2 separate regions of the Manis pentadactyla genome follow, and region 1 is linked to region 2. Evidence: chromatin contacts called from public Hi-C data. All regions are on one chromosome and are shown on one strand. The core of a region is the stretch at or near the end of the contact, and the rest is flanking DNA. Distances in the headings are between cores, read along the strand shown.

Region 1 (6,944 bases), core at 2,861-5,360, 200 kb before region 2:
ATTATTCTGCAATTTATATGGAAAGATAAAGGAACAAGAATACATAAAACAATTTGAAAAAGAAAAATGATGTGGGAAAAATCAGTCTACATCAGCTTAAGACTTATTATACAGCACAGTAACCAAGATTGTGTGATTGTGATATCCGCAGAGGGACAGACACACAGATCAATGGAACAGAACAGAGAACCCAGGAAGACTCATACAAATATACCCAACTGATTTTTTACAAAAATACAAAAGCAACTCAATGGAGGAAAGATGTTGCCTTTTCAACAAATGATGCTCACATAGTCAAAATTTGAAACAACCAGGTGTTCTTCAACAGGCAAATGGTTAAAAGAATTGTAAAAATACATATGTACTATGAAATATTATTTAGCAATAAAAGGAAGCAACTACTTACACACACCAGATGAACCTCCAGAGGATTATGTTGAGTGAAAAAACTAATTCCAAAAGGCACTCACTGTATGATTCCATTTATAAAATATTCTTGAAAAGACAAAATTATAGGAATGGAGAACAAATTAGTGATTGTCAAGGCTTAAGAAGCAAGTGCAGGTAGGAAGAAAGTAGGTGTGGCTATGGAAGAACATCATGCAGAAACCTGAGGCAATGGAAATGGACTGTATCTTGACTGTACCAATGATGACACTATCATAATTCTGATACCGCACTAGTTTTACAAGATGAAGTGGAGAGAGGGGGACATCTTAACAAGGAAAAATCATAAATAAAGATGCAGAGCTGGACATAAGCAAAGTGCCTACAGAGAAAGAGACATCTGCGTGTGGTGAAATAACAGAAAGATGGGATTAATAGTGCAGGGTAGTTACGGAAATTCCCAAAATCCAGAGAGTTCGAATGTCACCTACTCAAAGAAGCCTTCCTCAGCAACCCAACCAACCAAAAGCAGCAGCTGTCCCACCTACAGTCTCTCCAACATCCTTTACTTTTACTTTATAATGCTCACCGCACATAATTATTACCTACTTAACTGCATGTTTACTTAATGCTGTTCCTTGCCCATGTTATCTTGAGTATCTAGGGTGTGGTACAGAATAAGCACTTGTCGATAAAATTGTAGTATTTCCAGAATATCTTGCCTGGCTTTAGTGCTTTTGCATATCAACAGGCATTCCTCAGGGGTGGAAAGCGGTAGTTCAACTCCATATCAATGGGTTTACCTGGGCAACCACAGGCTTATCAGAATCTGAGAGGTTAGGGGGAGGTCTTTTTTTTTGCTTTTGCCTGAGTAGGAGAGAGATGGCCCCGGACTGCAGTTTGTAAGCAATAAACAGATTTTAAACTTTATTTCTCCCTTTGACTGATTTCAGTTTTAAAGGTATTTTGCCCCGGAATTTCCTTTCCCCAAAGTTACAGCACTCAATAAATATTAACTGGAGAAATGAACAGTAAGTATTCACTCCTAGTTCTCCTCTGTGCAGCCACACCACTCTTCCTCCATTATCTGTTACTCCATTCAACTTGGTCCCTCTCTGGACCTACTGCTTCTTTTACTTAATCTCTCCTTTTCCTTGCTTCTCCACCTCAGCCTAGCTTTTAACCCATCATAAAAATAATAACCCAGTATATTTTAAAACAGTGGTTCACAACTGCAGAGCTGTAATACTCTTCTTAATCTCAACCAATTAGGACCTGTATCCCAAGAAATCTGTTAATGAAAACAAATTACTAAAGCTGCATGTTGTTACATAAGCATAATAGATGTACGTATTACATAGACAAACCAGTAAGAGCAGAAACAGTGTAATACCTGTCCCCCTTTACTTTCTTGAATATGAGAGTCTTTTCCTAGAACTGGATGATCCTATCTGGTCTATGGAAAGCTGTCCACCAAAGACAGCCAGACAGTACTCCTCAAGGCTACCAAAGTTAGAAAAACAAGAAACTGCCAGAGCTATGAATGAAACTCAGACCAGGGCTTGGAGCAGAAAAGCCACACATAGCTCTACCTTCGTTTTGACTCTGGTCTCATGCTCTTACCTGATGCCATGAGAATCATCATGCCTGCAACTGCCTGAGATTAACAACCAATTTGGACTTCCTAGCATGCTTATTCATAAACTCAACAACATTTATTGAGAACCTGCTGCTTACCAGGCACTGTTAAGTCTCTGGGGATACCTGGCTGGAAAAGGAAGACACAATCTCTACTCTCATAAACTTTATATTCCATTGGAGAAGCCAGGATTTAACATGTATTTGTTCCCAGGAATGGTAGAGCTTGCTTCTTAAAAGCCCTACCAAACAATCCATCAGTACATTTGTTAAACCCAGTTACCACTGGCATTCTGAATTAACACCTTCAATGTGAACACAAATCACCTGAGACAGATCTTTGATCTAACTCTTGTGATCTGTTAAATCACTTTAACAGATACTCATTAAACTTACATGGTTGGGACCTAAGAGCCTGCATTTCTTCCAAACCCCAAAATGACAAGGCTGCTGCTGGCTCCCAAACCACCCTTTGAATTAGCAACACTCTTAAGCACCATGGAAACATCCCTGAAATTATCACGTAAAATGCAAGCTCCGTAAAGTCAAGGACATTTGTCTCTTATTCACCACAGTATACCCAGGACTTGAAATTGTGCCTCACAGATGGCACTCAATAATTATTTACTGAAGAAGTAATGGATGTATCATCTAGACAAGCACCATTAAATAGTAGGCAACAGTCATATCTGGCTACTCAACACTTGACACTTGGCTAATGCAACTAAGGAGCTGAATTTTTTTTAATTTAATTTTAATTAATTTAAACAGCCACATGTAGTAAGTGGCTACCAGAGTGGACAATCCACGTCTAGACACAGGTGTGATATAAAGAGCACTGGATTAATAATGCCTAGGTCTGAAAAATGCCTAGTTCTGCTACTTGGCTTGTGACCTGAAAAGTTACAACTTCTTAGGGCCTCAACTTCATCTGTGAAATGAGGACAAGGCACCGCCGCCCGCCCCCCGACCCCAACTTGTCAGGGTTCTTGTTCTTACTGTAACTGAACATATTAAGCATCAAGTATGATTAAGGTGACATTCTCTACCTTTCAGAAACAGTTCACGATCACAAACACTACTTTGCCTATTGCCCACACTTGCCAGAAAATGTCAAGCGCGTTTGGTCAGGTTGGTTAGCTCAGTGGCTTTGTGAATGAGGCCAAGGTCATAAGTTTGGGGGGTGGGGAGCCTCCTCACTTAGCAAGGCTGACCAGGTAAGAGAGACAATGACAATGCAAATCATCCCAAGTCCTGCCAAATCTTTAAATGGGCATTATAGTGATTATGGATGAGTAAATGACATTTTATCCATTCATTCTTGCAGGAAGGTGTGGGTGCCACATTACTAAATGCCACACTCCTTCGCATGCACAGACATTTGCTAATTCAGGGCCCGGTCCTCTTCGCGAGCAGTGAGCGGGGAAGCCCCCGCCCCAGGCCGCCCGCGTGTCCTCCCTTCCCCCTTCGCGCCAGCCCGACGAGGGTCAGCTTAGCACCTCGGTTCCCAGTACCACAACGCGAGCCGAGCCCAGGAGCCATATTTAGCCTATTTGCGGTATATAGAACAAACTTCCGTCTTCTAAAGAAAAACGGTTGTAACTCAATGCCAAACTAGGGCAGAAAGTCGCCGCTTGCCGGGGCTGCCAACCAAAGACGTGTCCAGCAGCCCCGGAGGCCCCGACTCGGACCCCGCACCGCGCGCCCGCGTCCCTGCCACGGCAGCGCCGGCCACAAAGAGACGGGAGCCGCGGCTGCGGCCGGGCCTCCTCCTCCTCCTTCGGCCCCACGCAGGCGGCCGCGGCTCGGGATAGCCCAGGAGCGGGGAGGCACTCACCTCCCTCCGCGCGCGGCGGCGGCGGCGGCGGCGCGGGCGCTCCTCCGGGCCGGCCCCGGCGGTCGCGGCACGGTCCCGCGGGCCGCAGCGCGGTGCTAATCTGGGGCCGCCGTCCGCCGCGCAGCCTTCTCGGCCACTGCCGCCGGCTCCCCTGGCGGGCGGGCGGGCCCGGCGCGGGCCCCGCCTCCGCCGCGCCCTCCCCCGCCTCCGCGCCGGGCCTCGCGGGCTCGGCGCGCTACTCGGAACCGCAACGCATGCTGCCGCCTCTGCCGCTCGCTCGGGACCGCCTCGGCGCGGCGGGCCAGGCTGCAGGGCGCCCGCGCAGGCCTCTAGGGCGAGGTCGTCACAGCGCGCGGCGTGCGGACGCCGATGCGGCTGCGCGGGGCTAGCCGAGGCGCCGGGCGCTCACCGGAAGCGCCGCCCCCAACCTCCTCCTGCCCCACAAGGCCCAGAGGCACTTCCGTCCCAGCGCTGGACTTAACGGCGTTTCGGGGACACTACCCTGCCTGCCTGAGCCGCGGGGCGGCGCGGAACCGAGGGGAAGGCCCCGGGCGGGAGGCTTGCCCACGAGGGCTCGGCCCTGCCGTCCGGACCGGGCGGTGCCCACCTGAACCACCGACAAAGAGACTGCCGCAGCAAGTAAAATAACACTCGGGCAATAACTCCTGGGGTAGGGGGAAGTGGAGGTGCACTCACCGCGCCAGGGAAGGCCTCGGATCGTCCCCGTCGAGCATGAAGCTGCTCCTGACCCGTACAGCAGCCCGAAAGCGGCCAAGGCGGACCTAGAGCTGGAGGACTGTATCGAGGCGCATTCGTGCTGCCTTGCTGAGCCCTGAGCCAGGCGTCGAGGATCTAGGAGGCCCACGATACAGGGTGGGCGGTGAGAGGGAGACCACAGACCGGCACCCCAAAAGGAGGTAGGTAGGCCTCGGGGGACAAAAACTCAAGCCCCCTGCAAAATAGGGATTGTTTGGGGAAGTGTCTGCTGGATAATGCCCTGAGAGGGGCGCTTCCACTGTGCTCCTTGGGAAACACTCCTCGACACTAGTTCTGATAAGGAAAAATTTAGGACAGCAATTTACAAGGACAGCAGTCTATCTAATCCAGGTGGCTTCCTTCTGTTGCTCTTCTTAGCAAAGATGTGTTAGCAGAAACTCCCTTAACTTCCCCCTCCCCTTCACTCCGCACTCTGCCAGGCACTTCCTCCCTAAATTCACTCCCCCTTGCCTGCTCGCTTGCTGTGCTGGTAGGAATGTTACAGATACAGAAGCAGAAAGATATATATTACTTCATTTGCCTTTGTTCAGGATTCAGACTTTGGGAGATTACTCCCCTCTGAGCCCACCAGTGTGAAATAAAGCCTCAACATTCCAAGACTTCCGAGTGCGTGCTTGCTTCTTCCATCAGTGATCCAGTCCAGGTTTTTCAGTATTTTCCATAACAATTCCAGTACCTATCCCTGCCTTACCCTAAAGACAAGAAACATTCACTATTCCCCTATCACTCACACTAGGCATACCCAACCGTTTTTTTAATAAACTAATTTTCTGTTTAAATCATTGAGAAATTTGTGTCTTGCTTGTCAGCCAAGAGCTAAAATAATGAGGCTAATGTTTATATTATTTAAATAGCCCCATTTAAGTTTTAAAAATAAATGCTATGTATGTTCATAGAGGGCACCAAAGGCTGTAAGCAAAAAAATGTTACTGAAATTATTTCTGGAATTTTGCTACCGTGTTTTGTACTTATCTACATTTTCAAGTATTATACAGTAAAAGTTAAAAGTTGCTTTTTAAAGGTTCTAATAAAATATTTTGAAAAAATGTGAATGGTGATTGGTCTGTTAGTATACCACAAGGAAACATCACTTTGAAGTTTGTATCTCTTTAAAATACTGTGTCAGAAAATAAATATGTATCTGGGGGAAAAAAGATTTGCAAATATTATATCTGATAAAGGACTTGTATTTGGTATACATATAGAACTCTTATTAAACTCAATAATAAGACTAACAATCCAATTTAAAATGGGGAAAGTAATTGAATAGACATTTTACCAAAGAAAACATTTAAATGGTCACCAAAAGCATGAAAAGATGCTCAACATCATTAGTCATTAGCAACATGCAAATCAGAATCACAGTGAGAAAGCTCTTCACACCCACTACAGTAGCTGTAATAAAAACTGACAACAAGTGCTGGTGAGGAGATAAGAGAAATTAGAACCCTCACACATACTTGTGAGAATGTGAAATGGTGCAGCCACTTTGGAAAAATTTGATAGGTTCTTAAAAAGTTAACATATGAAAGTACCATATGACCCAATTATTCCACTCCTAGGTGTATACCCCCAAAAAACAAAATATACCCATATAGTAAGCTTATGTAAATATTCATAGCAGCATTATTCATAATACCCAAAAAGTGGAAAGAATCCAAATGTCCAACAGCTGGTGAATGGATTTTAAAAATGTGGTATATCCATACAATGGAATGATAGCAATAAAGTTAATGAAATATTTCTATAAGATACAATGTAGAGAAGGAGAGAGATTCAAGATGGCGGCGTGAGAGGCGAGACAGAGAATTCCTCCCAGAACCACAGATAGTATGAAAATACAGTTAATTGCTACAACTAACCCTAAAACAGCAACAAGAAAAAAGGCTGAACCAGACTGCATGCAGACCTCACGAACAGAGCAGACCTCAGGGTACCATACAAAAGCCTTTACCAGGCGGAACCCAAGCCCTTCCCTCACCCCAGCTCACTGGTGGGAGGAAGAGAAATGGAGCAGTGGAGGGGGTGGAAGCCTAGAACTGCTGAACACCCAGCCCTGGAGGTCTGCTTTGGGAGCAGAAACCTACACCGTGTGGTGCTCTGGACGTTGAGGAGCTCAGACAGGTGGAGTGCTTGACACACATTGCCGTCATTTGTGGAGGAGGGGATCCACACCCGGCCACTCTGACGCAAAGGAAAGGCAGGCGGTTTGAGAGGCTTCTTAGCAGCGAAAGGGCTGCTGAAGGAGCAGGGTTTGCACAGAGCTTGCTGCGCAGTGGAGGGGAGAGCTGGACAAGGTTGTCTG
Region 2 (7,007 bases), core at 3,522-6,021:
TTCTTTGGAAATGTAGGTTTCTGCTCACAAAGCAGATCTCCAGGGCTAGGTGTTCAGCAGCCCCAAGCTTCCACCCCCTCCCTGCTCTGTTTCTCTTCCTCCCACCGGTGAGCTGGGGTTGGGGAAGGGCTTGGGTCCCACGGATTAAGGCTTTCATACATTACCCTGTTTAGTGAGGTCTGTTCTGTTCATGAGGTCTGTATGCAGTCTGTTTCAACCTTCTTTCTTTTTGCTGTTTTAGGATTAGTTGTATTAATTAACTATATTTTTGTACTATTTGTGATTTTGGGAGGAGTTCTCAGTCTCACCTCTCATGCCGCCATGTTGAATCCCCCCCCCCTTTCTCAGCCTTTATGTGTCTGATGGAGCCTGAGAACTTACTCTTCTGTGGGGTTCTGCTCATTAGGCAGCCTTCTTGGTTGGGATATAAACGACCCCACACAAGCTTTCTTGAGTGACCAATATCTGGTCGTTAGGAAATACTTATGCATTCCCTCTGCTCCTATAAACTATAGGAGTACAGGGACCCTGGCTTTCTCCCTCCACAGCATAGGCTAGGACCAGCACACCAGCATCTCTACAAATTCCCTTCTCTTCTCCAGTCGTTTTTTAGCCCTTTAAACCTCTTTTCTAGTCCAGAGGTAGAAGGTGAACTGAAGTGTCACAGAATGAGTTTTTGGAAACCTTTTGTAAGGTTGTCCTTACTCACTTAGGAAAGTCTCCTGAGAATGCAGTACCTATCACTCAGCTTGAAATGAGCTGATTCGGGCTCCATTTTCAAATCTTGCCATGCTTAATTGTACTTGGAGTGAAGAGTTTCCTCATGGCTGCTGTGTTCTAAGCAGGAAGGCAGCAAAAACCCAGGAAACAAAAATGTTGTAAAGGGGAATGGGCAACCTGATCAGTTTAACACATCAGCAAAGGTTTGGCCCTCCCTCAGGCCCAGAAAACCTGCCCCATTGCAGGTTGTGTGAAATTTTGCTCTAGAATAGAAATGAAACATTTGTGTATGCCAGGTGGTTTGTCACAGCAGCCAGTATGGTGTCCTTTGGCCCCTATTCATATCTAGAAAGCAGAATGTGAGAAGAGATGATTCCTCTGGTTTGGCCTGTGTGACCAATTTGTCTGAGGTTGACTCCCCAGATGCTGAAGCTTCTATAACCATTGAAGAACTGAAACCACTCACCCCTTAAGCAGAGAGGAATTTAGTGTGAAGAGCTATTGCAAGATATTGCAAGGGCTGGGTATGATGGGTGCTGCCAGAGGAGAAAAACATATGAGGAAAACTGTAAGGATTGAATTATAAATACAACCAGCATATATGGCAAGTCATATTTGACAAACTCAGAGGAAAGAACTTGAAGGAGCCTCTTGGAGATCATTCCGTCTTCTGTTGGGAATCCCTTTACTGAGTTTCACAGATGAAGAAATGTTAGCAATAATAATAATAGCTACATTTTAAAACATTTCCTTTTAGTGTAAAAGATTTCCTAGATACTTAGAAAACCCTACCTCAGTTATTTATTACTTCACTTATTTCTCAGGACAATCCTGTAAACTAATCACTAACATTTCCTTCATGAGGAAACTGAGACTCCAAGAAGTAAATTCACTTGCCTCAGGTGTCCTGGCCAGGAAGGGAAGCAACACTAAGAGGGCCTGTACTTGACCACTGGTCTGGTGTGATTTCCATTACATCATTACACCACACAGCAGATAAGCTCAATCGGAAATGCTCTCTGAGAACCACATTTAAGATCTGAAAGAGTGGTGTATACTCCTCCACTTTTCAAGTTCAGAGGCTATGAGCAGAGCCATTACTTTGAAAATACCTGTGGTTATAGATTAAAATGCCAAGGATAGAGCATGAAGACCAGGCCACAAAAAGAAAAAAGGAGGTATAAAAGCAGTGTCAGCCACACCCTTGAGAGTCCCAGGAGTCCTCAGAGTCAGTCCATTTCCAGGCCCTGAAAGAAGCAAGCTGACCGGGTAACTGATGTGAGTCCGTGAAGGAAGGCCAATCCCAATGTTAGGAGAAGAATGGGCCCAGGAGAGAAGAGGCCTAGGGACCAGGGAGGCTCAAAAGAGTAAATAGGCTAAGACCAGGGAGGGTAGTTGGCCAGAGGAGCTTAGAAGTCCTGAGTAAAAAGGCAGCCTGGGCTTGATAGATGAGAGCAAACCCTCAGATAAGGGGGGTGAAAAGGCCTAAGAAAAACCTGTCTTTAAGAGAAAAGAGCCCTGGACAAGGAGAAAACCTCTGTGAGGAGAGGGTGGAATGGGGCTGGTTGGGTGTGTGTGTGTGTGTGTGTGTGTGAAGGTCTGAGGAACAGAGCAGGCTGCAAGAGGGGCTGAAGGGAGAATCTGCCCAGTGTTTTCAGGCAGTCTTGGCTAAGAAACCTTTGCCTCTTTTCATCAACATTCCCACCCTGGGCCCTCAGTACTCCCACAGTTGAGCCATCCATCCCACCCCCACGGCCTCATCCAAACGCATCACTGGCATTGCTACCCGATGTGCCACCCCCCACCATTCCAATCTTTCCAGAGAACACCCCCAGCTACATGTAGGACTCCCTGAGCCCTTAGCAAACTCTCCAAACGTATTGCTCTTCCCTCTGTGAACCCACTAGGCTGTGAATGCTCTGAATCATGCCTTATTTGTCTGGGTATTGATTTAGTAGTGCCCTGAACTCAAAGACAGTTGTTCAGATGTTAGCAACAGCAGTTTGTTATCTCTACCAAAACAGAAGCAGGTGGTAGTTAGCTGGTAATAGTCAAAGGCCTGAACCCAGTGGAGTTGAAAATTGTATTCACCTTCTGCCCTCTTGTGGAATGAAAGGCAAAAAACATTATATATTACTACCTTGAAAGAAAGGAATTTTTTTTCCTATCACCTCTTCTTCCTCTAAATATAGTTATATTTTTAAAAAATTTTATTAAGGTGTTGATATACACTCTTATGAAGGTTTCACATGAAAAAACAATGTGGTTACTACATTTACCCATATTATCAAGTCCCTACCTATACCCCATTGCAGTCACTGTCCATCAGTGTAGTAAGATGCCACAGTCACTATTTGCCGTCTCTGTGCTACACTGTTTTCTTTGTGACCCCTCACACCATGTGTATTAAACATAATACCCCTCAATCACCATCTCCCTCCCTCCCGACACGCTCTCCCCTACCCCTCCCCTTTGGTAACCACTAGTCCCTTCTTGGAATGTGAGTCTGCCGCTGTTTTGTTCCTTCAGTTTTGCTGCGTTGTTATACTCCACAAATGAGGGAAATCATTTGGCATTTGTCTTTCTCCACCTGGCTTATTTCACTGAGCATAATATCCTCTAGCTCCATCCATGTTGTTGCAAATAATAGGATTTGTTTCTTTCTTATGGCTGAATAGTATTCCATTGTATATATGTACCAACTCTTCTTTATTCATTCATCTACTGATGGACACTTAGGTTGCTTCCATATCTTGGCTATTGTAAAAAGTGCTGCGATAAACATAGGGGTGCATATGTCTTTTTGAATCTGAGAACTTGTAGATTCCAAGGAGTGGGATTCCCAGGTCAAATAGTATTTCTATTTTTAGTTTTTTGAGGAAACTCCATATTGTTTTCCACAATGGTTGAACTAGCTTACATTCCCACCAGAAGTACAGGAGGGTTCCCCTTTCTCTGCATTCTTGCCAGCATTTGTTGTTTTTAATCTTTACGATGCTGGCCACTCGTGTGAGGTGATATCTCATTGTGGTTTTAATTGCATTTCCCTGATGATTAGTGATGTGGAGCATCCTCTCATGTGTCTGTTGGCCATCTGAATTTGGCTTGAGTCATTTAACCTACCACCATCACCTTAAACGCATCCCCTTCTGCACTTCTGGGATGTCTTGCTATTTGTGTCAGCAGGTACCTCATCAAAAATCTTATCTGTGAAAGCCTCTTGTTGAAGCAAGAATTTCAAATTTATTGTCATTGCAGGTTAATTAAGAAGCAAGTTTTTCCCCTAAACCCAGGTCTGGTGTAGACTGTGTGAACCAGCCTTTTCTCTCATCACTTCAGACTCCAGCATTAACACACTTTTGTTTTGTTTTTTTTGGTCATATCAAAAGGGTTTTTTTCTTGTTTATTAACTAGCAAGTGGTAAATAAGCATCTCTGTCCTCTCCCTAATTTCCCACTCCCCACTATTTTCCAACCACCCTAGGAAAACTGGGTGGAGGAGGAAGCCAATATGTGGAGCTGTGGTCTTGTAGTTCATTTGGCGCAATTTATTTTTCATTTACTTAAGATGATGTGAAGAAACATGTACATATGCATTGGTGCCAAAATATGTGTGTGGGCGGGTTCTCCCCTTTGTAAGGGCCATTGGGTTCTCTTGTGAAAGCATGGGGTGGAAGAGGTAAACCTGTTCAAAAAGGTTCCTTGAAGCATAGCCCTCAGTAGTTCAGATGGCTTTAGAGGAAAGCTGTACTGGGTAGCAAGCACAGGATTCTCTCCTCTGTGGCCTTGGGCAAGTCATGGAACCTTTTGGTTTTATCTCCTATAAAATGGAAACAACCTTACTAAGTTACTGAAAGATACGTGAAAGATCTGAGCAGCAGTACTTTGAGAAATAATGCTGCGGATGCTAAGCAGCGGGGTTCCCACCCGTCGGGTACCCCCTTCCTGTCGCTGGGGAGCGGCCACCCAGAAAACCTAAGGCGAGGCGGCTGGTCTCCGTGGCAACCGCTCTCTCACACCGCGTCCCGCCCCACCCCCACCTCTCCCCCAACCCCGCCCCACCCCCAACCCCGGCCGCGAGGACCGGAAGCAGCTTCCAGCCGGTCGCTTCCCAGGCTTCTCCCGGATAACGCGAGTCGTCGGTCCTTGCACGGAGGTGAGAGCCCAGGCCTCTGCGCCACTAGGCCGCGGTAAGAAGCGTCCGTCTTGTGGCGGGTGGAAGTGGGTGGCCGCGGACAGCAGGTAGGCCTTGCAGTAGCTCCCCCACTCCCTTGCCTCTGCGCCCGCGAGCACCCCCTCTTCAGACCGTCCCCTACACCCGCTGCCCAGGGCTTCCCCGCGGGCCCCACTTCGGCGGCTCACCCCCTAGCCTCTCAGCACGCGTCCGCACACCCCCGACCCCGCGCACCCGCGTGGGGCCTACCCCCTCAGGTGACCCCACTCCGGTCCCCTGGCCCGGCGCGCGCTCCCTGCCCTTGCCGCTCACCTTCCTCATCGCCACGTGCGTCTTGCAGTCTCGCAGAGTTTGGTCCCCGCGGGAGAGGGGCGCTGCGTGGGGTGGGGTGGCGGGGGCCAGGTGAGAGAGGTGGCTGGGGGCGTCGCACACCGACCTTCCCCGAGCCGGCCCGCTAAAAGAGGGATTTTGAACTGGGCGCCAGACCTCTCTGGAAAGACTCAGGATTCAGGACTCTGAGCGAAGCCTCTCCTGCAGGGACCCGGTTTGTTACAGGCCCTCTTGTGGCGTTGGGGGTTTGGTGACCCCGTTTCTTGTGCTGGTCTGAGAGCCATTGCTGGAGACGGCATGGATTCGGCTCCTGCTGCAACGTGCGTTCCCGCGGCACTCTCCTGTAAAGTCCAGAGGCAGCTTTAGCTTAGTTTCCCTTGAGGTCATACCCGAGACCCTTCCCGCGCTCAAGTCTCGCCCCCAGACTCTGTTCTGGCCCGTGATCACCGGCGTCTGCTGCTCTCTTTCTGCTCTTGGGAGCCCTACCCCTTGACCAGGCAGCACCGCGTGGATAAGGGTGGACGGCCTAGATTCAGACCCCAGCCCTGACGCTTTGCCCAAGGTCATGATGCCTGAGGTTGATTTGGCAGGTTTCTCATCTGCAACACAGGGATGAAAATAACCTATTTGTACAGGGCTTTTGTGATAATTTATATTTATTAAATTTCCTGTTATTTGCAGTGTAACACATCACTGTATAAAGCTGTATAATTAATTTGGTAACATTGTTGCCTTTCCTCTGCTAATAAGTTTTATGAAGCCACAGGCTTTGTTCAGGTCACCTCTGCGTCTTCATTGTCTAGTCTAGCGCTTGGTTCTTAAGTGGGGAATTAAAAGGTAGGCTGCATAAAGAGGCCATATAAGGGCACATATAAGATTTTTTAATTAGTCACCAGTTACTAGTGGTACATATAATAAAATGGTACCTAGAAAAGTGTCTCCCACCCTCTTCCTGCTAACAGTCCCTCATTAATTATGATATTGCTGGTGGCATTATGAATTAATAGTCTTCTGAAATTTATTTGGTAACACTTAGCAAGACATTTATCACTCTTCTTTGACCCTAATAAGCCAAATCCTCCGGACACCCTTGAAAAAGATAATTTTAAAGGACAAAAATAGTACATTCCTGAAAATGTGCTTCCCAGCATTATTTATAATAGTAAAATTAGAAACAACTGAAATATTTTATAATAGATAAATAGTATATATAGATGTTATGGATGCGAAGTAGAAGTGAATATGAAAAAAATGGGATAATCTAAGATGGATATGTGATTACTTTCTCCTTTCAATGGTTCCTTTAATGTCCAAACAATACTGTTTTAAAAATCAGTAAATGTTGGAAGAAATTGACACAAAAGTACTTCTCTCATAAGACTATTTTTCAGCACTCTTTGCAGTAGGCTAGAAAAAAATTACCAGCTTTTTTTTTTTTTTTGAGAGGGCATCTCTCATATTTATTGATCAAATGGTTGTTAACAACAATAAAATTCTGTATAGGGGACTCAATGCACAATCATTAATCCACCCCAAGCCTAATTCTCATCAGTCTCCGATCTTCTGAAGCATAACAAACAAGTTCTTACATGGTGAGCAAATTCTTACATAGTGAATAAGTTCTTACATGGTGAACAGTACAAGGGCAGTCATCACAGAAACTTTCAGTTTTGATCACGCATTATGAACTATAAACAATCAAAAAATTACCAGCTTTTTGAGCCTGTCGCAGAGTCATAACTTTTCTCAGGCTTCCCTATTTCTATTCTCCTATGCAATCCTAG

What was found. Hi-C and Micro-C count contacts between places; a contact is called where the count stands out from the background.
Region 1: a Hi-C map of skin fibroblasts shows a contact between it and region 2, with 2.5 times the contacts expected there. The contact joins the promoter of GALNT1 here to the promoter of ZNF396 in region 2. A contact is called at or near these places in 2 of 3 Hi-C or Micro-C datasets (fibroblasts and skin fibroblasts).

Annotation. Positions count from the first base shown.
Region 1 is chr6:122,674,654-122,681,597 of mManPen7.hap1, reverse strand. GALNT1 (polypeptide N-acetylgalactosaminyltransferase 1) reads right to left here and starts at 4,110. Exons shown (of 12, transcript XM_057504119.1): 1 at 3,863-4,110.
Region 2 is chr6:122,474,011-122,481,017 of mManPen7.hap1, reverse strand. It overlaps ZNF396 (zinc finger protein 396), which reads left to right and starts at 4,771. Exons shown (of 4, transcript XM_057504116.1): 1 at 4,771-4,875. LOC118935357 (a long non-coding RNA gene) reads right to left here. Exons shown (of 4, transcript XR_008998321.1): 2 at 5,206-5,564.